4 separate regions of the Sus scrofa genome follow, and regions 1, 2 and 3 are each linked to region 4. Evidence: chromatin contacts called from public HiChIP or PLAC-seq data. All regions are on one chromosome and are shown on one strand. Each heading gives the region's core, a stretch centred on a gene start, on an enhancer-like site or on the middle of the called end of the contact. The rest is flanking DNA. Distances are from core to core; before and after follow the strand shown.

Evidence for each region. HiChIP or PLAC-seq counts read pairs in DNA pulled down with a chosen protein or histone mark.
Region 1: a contact with region 4 is called in an H3K27ac HiChIP or PLAC-seq map of alveolar macrophages. The contact joins two enhancer-like sites. A contact is called at or near these places in 2 of 47 Hi-C or Micro-C datasets (fetal skeletal muscle and subcutaneous adipose tissue) and 1 of 2 datasets of contacts at active chromatin or transcription factors (alveolar macrophages).
Region 2: a contact with region 4 is called in an H3K27ac HiChIP or PLAC-seq map of alveolar macrophages. The contact joins two enhancer-like sites. A contact is called at or near these places in 2 of 2 datasets of contacts at active chromatin or transcription factors (alveolar macrophages and skeletal muscle).
Region 3: an H3K27ac HiChIP or PLAC-seq map of alveolar macrophages shows a contact between it and region 4. The contact joins two enhancer-like sites. A contact is called at or near these places in 1 of 47 Hi-C or Micro-C datasets (embryonic fibroblasts) and 1 of 2 datasets of contacts at active chromatin or transcription factors (alveolar macrophages).

The regions. Positions count from the first base shown.
Region 1 is chr1:29,669,339-29,672,114 of Sscrofa11.1, reverse strand. It overlaps a transcript of SGK1 not described here. Among named protein-coding and RNA genes, the nearest start is that of SGK1, 77 kb to the left of the region's middle. Within about 2 kb of position 1,389, at least 19 of the 83 cell types and tissues checked have an H3K27ac peak or open chromatin away from gene starts, as enhancers often do. A contact at or near this core is called in alveolar macrophages, where this site is marked.
Region 2 is chr1:29,610,746-29,613,472 of Sscrofa11.1, reverse strand. No RefSeq gene overlaps it. Among named protein-coding and RNA genes, the nearest start is that of SGK1, 140 kb to the left of the region's middle. Within about 2 kb of position 1,287, at least 7 of the 83 cell types and tissues checked have an H3K27ac peak or open chromatin away from gene starts, as enhancers often do. A contact at or near this core is called in alveolar macrophages, where this site is marked.
Region 3 is chr1:29,643,486-29,646,185 of Sscrofa11.1, reverse strand. It overlaps a transcript of SGK1 not described here. Among named protein-coding and RNA genes, the nearest start is that of SGK1, 100 kb to the left of the region's middle. Within about 2 kb of position 1,320, at least 2 of the 83 cell types and tissues checked have an H3K27ac peak or open chromatin away from gene starts, as enhancers often do. A contact at or near this core is called in alveolar macrophages, where this site is marked.
Region 4 is chr1:29,300,904-29,303,728 of Sscrofa11.1, reverse strand. No RefSeq gene overlaps it. Among named protein-coding and RNA genes, the nearest start is that of ALDH8A1, 240 kb to the right of the region's middle. Within about 2 kb of position 1,483, at least 3 of the 83 cell types and tissues checked have an H3K27ac peak or open chromatin away from gene starts, as enhancers often do. A contact at or near this core is called in alveolar macrophages, where this site is marked.

The DNA.
Region 1 (2,776 bases), core at 140-2,639, 370 kb before region 4:
TTTTGTTTTCCAGCAGTAAAGGGCTGTCTTTTCCCTAAAATCCAAGCAAACTTGATGTAGGGCACAATTGTGGCAGTTTCCAGAGGGGTGTTTTTTACAATAAAAAACTGACTTTGTTTATATGATGCCACGGTAGCTTTTAGCTCAGATATGGTCGAGCAAGTTTTTGAGTGAAATTATTTGAAAAATTCAATTGATTATAAAAAGAGCCTTCCACACCGATTCCTTTTCCAGAGGGGGCCTGCCAGCAGGCTGGTTATGACATTAATGTAATTCAGGAGAAGGCTCCTGGAAGCAAATTCTTTTCACATTGGTGCCTGGGGTGGCTTGAGAGGCATGGCTCCTAAAATACGACAGTGGCTATGATACAAGGTCAGTGATACTAATCTGATTTCCTCACTGGAGCTATACCAGGTCGTCATCGTCTAGCTTTCTTCCCTCTGAACATCTGTAGTGTTTATTGCTTATATAAAACCATGGGGCTTTGAAGCTCACTGCTACTTATTATGCCCATGTCATCTCTTCACCTGGAACAGAAGGGTGAGGACAGCGTCTTAGGCTTTTTTTTTTTTTTAACTTCCCCAGAGGCATCAGGTCTTCCAAATAATAGGCAATAAAAATAGGTACTGCTTGATTATTTTTGCCAATAACTCCGTTCATTTATAGATCCTAACACGCTTTGCTAACCATCCACTATCAAGGTAATAAATGTGCTCTGAAGAACTAATTCCTTTACACAGCACTAGCTCCCCAGAGCCGGCACCCAGGGTGGCTTCTGGAATTCCCCATCCTTTCATGCCCTTGCACTTGGGATTTCCCGGTCCTTTCTTCGAAGCGTCGACCGAGGGAGTAGCATCCTGTTCTAGGTTCTCAGGGTCCACCCTGTGTTTTCCCCAGGCTTAGTCTGGGGGGATGGGGTGCCGGGGAAGACGAAGGGGAAGTGGCAGAAAAGAGAGGACCCCATCTCTCCATCCTTTTTTTTTTTTTTTTTTTTTTTTGGCTTTTTGCCATTTCTTGGGCCGCTCCCGCGGCACATGGAGATTCCCAGGTTTGGGGTCTAATCGGAGCGGTAGCCACCGGTCTACGCCGGAGCCACAGCAACGCGGGATCCGAGCTGCGTCTGCGACCTACACCACAGCTCACGGCAACGCCGGATCCTCAACCCACTGAGCAAGGCCAGGCATTGAACCCGCAACCTCAGGGTTCCTAGTCGGATTCCTTAACCAGTGAGCCACGACGGGAACTCCTCCACCCTTTTCTACGCTGCTGCTCACAGCGGCCGGTACCCCTAGTTCCATCTCTTGCTTTAGCCGCCCGCCTCGCCCTCCGTGCTTTGCAGCGCCCGCCCTCCGTGCCCTGCAGCAGCCTGACGGCGAGAGGATTCAACACCAAACACAGTCCTCCTACTCAGTTCCATGAATCCCCCTCGGGCTCCTCCCCACGAGATACTCACGCCACCCCACCCAGCTTGAAATAGAAAAGGCTCCGAACTCATGGACCTCAGTCTTTCTCTGGAAATGGAGTCAAGATTTCCTCAGTCCTTTCAGTTCTGGGACTGAGCCTTTAAGGTTGAATGAGTCTTTCCTGGATGTAGAAATATTTTTGAAAAAAGAAAAAGAGGAAGAAGGAGAGAATTATTTCAGGCCATCGCTCTCAGGGGCGGTCTGGGCTCTCTGCGCTTGGAATTGAAAAATGAGGCTCAGGGAAAACGGCAACGCTGGGCTGATCCTCGGGAAAGAACCTGGCCGGCTGGGCCGCAGCTCACCCACCCCCACGCGCTTTGGAACCTTCCTCTTGTGGTTCTTTCAAGAAATCCCCGGTTCCAGGACCTTTAACTTCTCCCTCTGTCTTGGCTGCTGTCTCCAGTATTCAACACACTGGTCTTGAAAGAGCTCTCAAAAGCCAGCAAACTCCCTAAACACGTTACATCCCCGTTTCACCCACAAACGTCCTTGTTTACAGAAACCCTCTTTCACCACCACCCAGGCCCTTTTCCTTCTTAGGCCACTTCATGAAAACATGATCTCCATTTCTTCACCTTAGGTTTACTCCTCCACCCATAGTAATTTACTCATGAAAGACTATTTATGAATCACCTAATGTTTTCCGGGACTAAAGAGACGAACAAGGCAAAGCGTCTCACTCCGTTGAAACAAGTTTTTACTGGGATGCCAATAGACCCGATTCTCAAATCCAGTGGAGCTTTTTCTGTACTTACCTAGCTTGCATACTCCTTAGCATTTAAAGGTTTCAACTAAAGTTGAACAACTCTCTGCCTGGCATTATGCTGGGTGGTAGAGGCACAAAGAAATGTCATTGTTTGAGTGACCTTTGAATGAGGCTGCTTGCATTTCAGAGGAAACTGCCCCATGTGCCTGTGGGTTACCACATCATAGTAAGTGTTAATGTAGCAAACAGTTAAAAGCTCTAGAACTGTACTGCCTGGCTGCAAAGCCCAGCATCACTGCTTGGGCAATTGATTGAGACTCTCCAAGCACAGTTTCTACACTTGTGAAATAGAGATAATAATAACACCATAATACCAACCTCATCAGGGTTTTGTGAAGACTAAAATGAGACAGTGCAAGTAAATTCAGTGCTTGGCACTGGGTGAACACTTGGTTAGTCTTTGCTAATACAAGCCATGGAAGAATATTGTACAAAGTGCTATGACAGGGGAAAAAAAAAAAAAAAAGGTAGATTTTTGGGCCAGTTGGAAGAAATCAGGGAATGCTTCCTGGAGGAAGTGATGGTTAAACTGATTTTGAAGGTTGAG
Region 2 (2,727 bases), core at 38-2,537, 310 kb before region 4:
CTTTTGGCACTTTGTCCTTTATGCCAGATGGAGAATCACAAGGGGGGATGAAAAAGAAGTCACATGCCGGCTGGAGGCAGGAGTTTATGTTGGACCTGGGGATAACTTTATAAAAAGGATGTTAAATGCAATATTCTAGTAGCATCCACCACAGTAGGTACTACATTGTGAGTGCTTTATAACTACCAGACACTGGGTTAGGCACTTTATAAACATTTCATTAAATCCTCACAATATCTGTGCACCAGCTGCTATCGTCTGCCTTTGTGGAGGAGAACATAGCAGTGGAAAGATGGGAGTCCAGAGGCAATGAGACTAGGATGTTAATGGGTCTGATTTCGATGTGATGATAATTTGGTGCAAGAGGGTAGCCATGCAAAGTCTTAAAAACACACTTTGGAGTTCCCATTGTGACACAGAGGAAACAATTCCAAGTATCCGTGAGGATGCGGGTTTGATCCCTAGCCTCACTGGGTGGGTTAGGGATCCCACGTTGCTGTGAGCTGTGGTATAGGTCAAAGATGCGGCTCAGATCCTGAGTTGCTGTGGTTGTGGCTGGAGCTGTAGCATGGGCCAGCAGCTATAGCTCCAATTTGACCCTAGCCTGGGAACTTCCATGTGCTTCAAGTGCAGCCCTAAAAAGCAAAAAAACAAAGCACGTGTTTTATTTTTTTCACTCAACAAAGACGTATTGAATGTCTGCTATACACCTGACAATGGTGAATAAGACACTGTTGTTGCTCAAAGCTGGACAGAAAGTTTGACTGGCAATCCTGGGGCTGTATGATGATTTTGGTGATAATACATTCAGGGTGTCTGGGAGCCCATAGGCAGTGACTTTGAGGATCTAGAGTATCTTTCATAGACATGGAGAGATGTTTTGAAGAATAGGTTTTTTTTTTTTTTTTTTTTTTTTTTTTTTAATCTTTTTGCCTTTTCTAGGGCCGCTCCCGTGGTATATGGAGGTTCCCAGGCTAGGGGTCAAATCGGAGCTGTAGCCATCGGCCTACACCAGAGCCACAGCAACTCGGGATCGGAGCTGCATCTGCGACCTACACCACAGCTCACGGCAACGCCAGATCCTTAACCCAGTGATTGAGGCCAGGGATCAAACCTGCAACCTCATGGTTCCTAGTCAGATTCGCTAACCACTGAGCCACCACGGGAACTCTGAAGAATAGAATTTTTAACTGAATGCAGGGCGTGATAGAATGTGATGGTGGCTAAAAACAAAGACTCTGATGACAGATTACTTGGGTTTAATTCTTCCCTCTTCACTGAGTTCTAGCAATGTGACCTGGAAAAAGTTACTTAATTCCGTTCTTTAGTTTCCTCATCTCAAAATGGAGATAAAAATATATTACCCCATAGAGTTTTTGTGAAGATTGAAATGAGTCAGTATATGAATTTTGAAATATGTCCTCACCCGTGAGAAGTTTTGGGCAATTATTTGCTTGTTGCTATGGGAAGTTGAAACAGAGGGAAGTTATGCAAACACGCAACGAGCTGGTGCTTACAGACATGTTCATCAAAGAATCAATATTTTTGAGGTTTTTCTCACTGTTATAGACCTCCTGTCCTCGCCCTAATGTTTAGGCCAGGTCAAAACTTGAATCTTGTTAGGGCTAGGTCGGCTAAGGAACTGAGTGAGTCTGTCAGGGACTGAGGTGACTGGGGCCCCCTGAAAAGGGGGCTGCTACTCAGCCCCAGCAAATTGTCACCCATGGAAATGACAGTCTGGGGATGCTGGATCTTCTGACATTTTAGAGAAACTGAACAACCATATATTTATGAAAAATTTTTCTAATTTTTAAAACTCTCTCGAGAGACAAAAAAAATTGTGTGTAGGCTGGATCCATCCTTTTGAGGCCTCTTGCTAGGTTTATGGTTGCCTCCAGGAATATATAATAGCTTTTTCTTTCAAATTTCCTACCAAAAAAAGAGGAATAGAGAAGTTGATGGACTCTGGGAAGATAATTTCAAAAAGGCTGTGGGTTTCTCAAGTCTGGGCCCTGGGGCCATCCAGGCAGAGTAGCTTTTCCGCATAGTGTAAACTGGGGTAGAACTGTGAGTGTGTGTGTGTGTGTGTGTGTGTGTGTGTGTGTCTAGGGAGCTGGTTATTAAATGCCCCACAGATGGTGGCATTTATTGTACTCTTAGTGTCAGGGAACAACTCACACTGGTTACACACGTAAATGACTATTTTTAGTACCATTCAGACGCTTATTGCTTTACCCTCAGACATACTCTTCAATATGGAAGAACTAAATGTAGCTAAAAGGGATGACATTTATTGATAACTTATGTGAAAAGTAACATTTCAGACTGTAATTTCAACGAAGATGCATTCTACAACCACTGAGCATCAAGCATCTGGTCCTATTTGTGACAAACACTGTGACTATGTTGGGGTTCAATGTGGGGTGGTGAATTTCAGGGCATGAAACTTTGATCTAATGAGCCTATGGCTTTATCAAATGATCTAATTAGCAAAACCTCATCGCCAAAACAAGAAACAACAAAATTGACCATAATTTTATTCAGGTAGTTCAAGTAGAGAATAAAATGAACCACTAAGGAGTTCTCAGCACTAACAAACCCAACTAGGATCCATAAGGACATGGGTTTGATTCCTGGCCTCGCTCAGTGGGCTAAGAATCCAGAGTTGTCATGAGCTGTGGTGCAGGTCACAGATGTGGCTTGAATCCCACATTGCTGTAGCTGTAG
Region 3 (2,700 bases), core at 71-2,570, 340 kb before region 4:
ACTGCGCCATGATGGGAACACCTGATTATCTTTTTTGAGTTAAGGAAAGTAAATTGTATAAAGCCAAACTCAAGGAAGCATGGATATTAAGGTGATTTATGAGGACACTGAAGACATAAATCAGATATAATTATCTGATTTTCAAAAATGAATCATATGCACCTCCTCAAATCGTCTCATAATTCTTTGATGACGCGCAGTGGCAAAATGCTTATGTCAAACTGAAAAGTGGACGGGAAAAGATAAATGGTAGGTCCAAGTGACAATCTGAGTTGCCAAATATTCTTCCTGAGGATTTCACTCATGGACTGTATGCTTTTTCCAGAAGGTGCTGGAGGAATGAAAAGCATCCAAGTCTTGGAAATTTAGCAACTTGTATTACAAAAGTTCTGCTTTAGTACCCACGGATGATCAGATGAAAGATTTAGGGCTTTCTGAATCCTCTTCCAAACATGTGGTTTGGGTGCCTGTAGCTCAGGCCCTGAACAAAAACAGGTAAGAAATCCTACAGCCCTGAGGTCTGTCCCAGCCTCTTACCTCTCAGCCCTTCCTATTCCTCCTTCTCATCTTTATTTTTCTTTAGCACGTTTCCCATCTACTACAGCGTGCTTTACTTTTTAAATGTTGTAGTGAAATTTACATAACATAAAATTTACCATCTTAAACATCTCTAAGTGTGCAGTTCAGTTCTTCACATTGTTGTGCCATCACCACCACCCATCTCCAGACCAATCTTTAAATGTTGTAGTGAAATTTACATAACATAAAATTTACCATTTTAAACATCTCTAAGTGTGCAGTTCCGTTCTTCACATTGTTGTGCCATCACCACCACCCATCTCCAGACCAGTCTTTCAAAACTGAAAATCTGTACCCCATTAAAAAGTACCTCTTCATCCCTGACAGCCCCTCCCCCCAGCCTCTGGCACCCACCATTGGTACTCTCTGTCCCTGTGAATTTGACTACTCTAGATACCTTATACTACAGCAATCACACAGTAGTGTTCTTCTGTGACTGGAATATTTCACTTTCCAAACTTTGTTTATCGACTAGTTCCCTTCATGAGCCTGTAAGCATCTAGGTCAGGAATTACTTTCTATATAACCTCTGCCTTATTTCCAGGGCCTGGAAAATCCCAGGAACCTAGCAGATTCAGAATAAATGTTGGTATGAATGAATGGCCCAGGAAGGCATGCTGCTAAAATGTGGTGAGAATCACTCAGAGTTGAACAGAGAATAACTAAACACATCTATGGGTTGGGCACAGCGGATATAACAGGAATAAAGCCACTGGGCTCATTTTAAAGAGCTTATGTGTGTGTTAAGGGTCAAACGGTGAAACGATTGTTGAATCATAGTGAAATCAACCCATAACTGAGGGAAGTTCACTGCTAACGAAACAGACAGGAAGTTCTCCCAATCTGGGAGGATCAGGGAAGGCACTTTTAAGGGCTACCTTTCAATCCTGCCCTGAGGAATGAGAGTGTGTGTTGGCCAGGTCAAGAGTGAAGAGTTCAAGGTCAGAAGAACAGACTAAGGAAGGGGAATGACTACAGGGCCTCTTGACTTTTTGAGCCTAGATCCCTTCTGGCAATCTGGCAAAGTCTAGAAATCCCTTCCTAGAATAAATTGTTAATGAATTAAGTAAAATACATAGGATTACAAAGGTATAAATTATATTAAACTACAATTAACAAAATTAAAAAAATATTTAGGGGAGTTACCGTCATGGCTCAGTGGTTAACGAATCCGACTAGGAACCATGAGGTTGGGGGTTTGATCCCTGGCCTTGTTCAGTGGGTTAAGGATCCAGTGTTGCTGTGAGCTGTGGTGTAGGTTGCAGATGCGGCTCAGATCCCATGTTGCTGTGGCTCTGGCGTAGGCCGGTGACTACAGCTCCGATTTGACCCCTAGCCTGGGAACCTCCATATGCTGCAGGAGCAGCCCAAGAAATGGCAAAAAGACCAAAAAAAAAAAAAAAAAAAAAAATGTTGTCCTTAAGATTATTTTATGCTTCTGCTTAGTAAACCATTTTTTAAAAAATGTCCAGGTTCCCATTGTGGCTTACAGAGTTAAGAACCCCACTAGTATCCATGAGGATGCAGGTTCTATCCCTGGCCTTGCTCAGTGGGTTAAGGATCCCGGGTTGCTGTGAGCTGTGGTGTAGGTCGCAGACATGGCTCAGATCTTGAGTTGCTGTGACTGTGACTGTGGCATAGGCCGGCAGCTGCGGCTCTGATTTGACCCCTATCCCGGGACTTCCATGTGTTGCAGGTGTGGCTCTAAAAAGACGGAAAAAAAAAAAAAAAAAGATTTACAATATAGAAAAAAGATTTCCAGTTTGTTAATACTCAGTGTTTGGCTCTGTCTGTTTGTTCTAGTTTCAAAGAAAGAATTAGGCCATTTCCTCTGACAGGCTTTAGGAGCCTCTGGTAGTTTTCCAGTTCCTATGGCTTTTTTTTGCCCCGTGGTAGGTGGGGAGGAATAATGTAATTTAAGCTAAAGCACATTAGCATCAGCTGTTCCCAAGAATATCCAAATACCTCACTTCTTCACAAAACAAAATGCTTCTTGAATTCAAATAGAGAAAGTAAATCAAGAAAAGTAGAAAAACAAACAATAACAGTAGATATCTGAGAGGCTAAAAGAGTTTATGGCCACAAAGAAGGATCCCAATTCTAATCCCAAGTTTGCCATTT
Region 4 (2,825 bases), core at 234-2,733:
AAAAAATGTACTGAACATCGTGAGACGAATTGACATAAACACTGTGGACTGTCATCTCGTGCAAGCAAGGAAGGCCACCTGTTCCTTGAGTAAAAGACACAGACACAGGTTGCAACCTGAAACTGAGAAGAGGAAGGGAACTAAATAAGAATTCTGGCCCAACCAAGGCTCGAGTCAGCCAGTGAGTTGTCCAAGCCACAGTCCTTTTCTATTTCAAACTCCAGGGGACACTTGGTGTCAAAATCTGACACCACAGTCAAATAGGAGGAGGCGAGGGAAGACACCATGGATTAAATGGTTTTCCAAATTATAATAATCTTCTGTCAGGGAGCAGGAATATTTCTACATTATTGACAGTGATGCAGTGAAAACTCCGAGCTTCTCAGACTTGAGTCCCAGCCCTGCTCAATCATTGATCAGTTACTTGAGTTTGTGCAGATCTCTTGTTCTCTCTGAATATATTTCCTGGTGCATAAAATAGTGTTAATGATATCTACTGGGCAAGGGTTTTTGAGGATTAAAAGAAATATTAAATGTAAATGCCTAAAGAAGTATTAAATGTGCCTGGCACACAATAGATGCTTCATAATAGTCAGGTTCTTTCTACTTGCCCTCTTTTATCATCTTCTCTGGGTTCAAGTTCTATTTAGTAATTGCTTTAAAATAGTGAGAAAGCAGAGGAGGAGGAGAACAAAGAGAATTATTTTAGTAGGTTCAGATATTATTTTTAAAAATACCAAAGAAACGACAGCTTATTACAGACTCTAGAAGTTTGCTATTTATGTACGGGGACCAGTTAATGCTCTGTGTGTGTGTGTGTGTTCATGTGTACCTTTTAACAAAAATTATGCTCTTAAACTGCAAAAGTTTGCCTGTACATGTGTTGTGTTGACTTCTGTGTATTCATTTTTATTTTGCCATTCGAATTAAGCAAATAATATCTAGAGACAAAATTCTTAGGTATTTTTCTAGAGAAAAGAGAAACTTCAGACCTACCTTCAGCAGTGCTATATAGGAACTACATAGAGAGGTAGAGGTGGATTAATTTTGATTAATTTACATGAAGCAAGTAGGTTAGGGGAGATTGACGTGTGAGTTTGCAGTATGCCTCTCTATCTGGACATTTGTACAACACATCCACTTGTTTAACAAATATTTTGGGGAAATTTTCTGTGCCAGGATGGTGCTATGTCCATGTACCAATTCTATGGTGGGGACATGGATTTTTCCCAAGCCACTAATTGCATGTGGTCTCCTAAGGTGGAGCTGCCCAAAGTCATTCTCTAGCTGCTTTTCTGCTATTTCCAATGAAGTGGTCACCCTTTATGCCCAACGGGAAGTTCCAGGATATAATTCTTCATGGTTCGTAATGATCAAGAGCCAGACGTCACAACTAAAGGTTTCGTTACTTTTGTAAAGCAGTAAGGACTACACACCATGAAGCAATCCAGCATTTCTCTGGTTCTAGAAAGCCACTTAATGTGCATGTGACCAGCTTAAGATATGCGTGGTCTCAATGCTGCAACATTTGTTCCCATGTTGCTTATCCCTGATCTGAATGCTCATGAAATATGCAGCTTCTCCTCTGTACCAGCGGGAGATTTTTAAGCAAAGTCAAATATTTTTACACAAAACGTGTCAGTTCTGTGAAGAAAACTACTGCATAACTGTCAAAAATTCTTATAATTACATCTATTTTCCTGCCACCAGAGCTTGTCAGCATAATAGCCAGGTAGGTCACCGTTATCAACACTTTCATGGAGGGACAATCTACCTGGCCTATTTTGCCAGTTCCTTGGGTAATGAGAGGCTTGTTTGTTAGTTCTCTGGCTTTGGGAACATAGATTATCCCTTCCCTCTTTTTTTTTTTTAAAGCATTGTGTTGTAGAAAAAATTTTGGTTAAAGAAAAACAACTGCCTTGATTTGATAAGGTGGCAAATAAGCATTATGTAATAGTCACAGAAACAAGCCTTCCAATTCTTGTTTATCTTTTTAAAAACATTTTTGACAGAAAAATAAGCGAAGAGAAGAAATTTTTAAAACATACTCATAGTCACTTCACCCAGAGAGGGTGTTAACACTTTAGTGTATCTCTTCTGGGTCTGTGCCTCATAAGAATAGACATCTCTATATTTCCTTTAGCTAACATGGGAACGTACTCTCCCTGATGTTATGTACCCCATTTTCCCATGTCATTCAGTGTCCTCCTGTGTCATCTTTTCTAATGACAGCACAGTATTACACGGTGTCACGATTGCTTTAGCCAGTAGAGGCATGTATGTATGGCTGCAGGGTAAGCAACACCCTTAGAGCTTCAGCTTTTAAACCACCTCATCCCCTCTAGGTCGTCTTGAAAACTGTGTTCTCAGCTGGTGTCTGAACGTGTGCTTCTGATCCCGGCCAACTCAGTCAGTCCTAAGGAGGAGACCTCTGGTAGTTCACTGAGTCAGAAGCTAACTGAGCTCAGGGAACTGTCTCAGTACCCCGTTGTCATTTGAAAAAGGAAACTACGGCTTGAGTAGTTTAGAGCATGACTTTTTTTCTGACCAAACAGAGTGTGCTTCAGAGTGTGTGGAATTTAAAACTTTCATTCATGCAACTGATACGGATACAGTCCCTGCTCTATGCATCAGTCATCATGCAGCAGGCTAGGGATATGTTGGAGAAATAGACACAAGTTTTGTTTAGTTTCTTTCTTTCTTTCTTTCTTTTTTTTTTTTGGCTTTTTGCCATTTCTTGGGCTGCTTCAGAGGCATATGGAGGTTTTCAGGCTAGAGGTCAAATCAGAGCTGTAGCCGCCAGCCTACACCAGAGCCACAGCAAC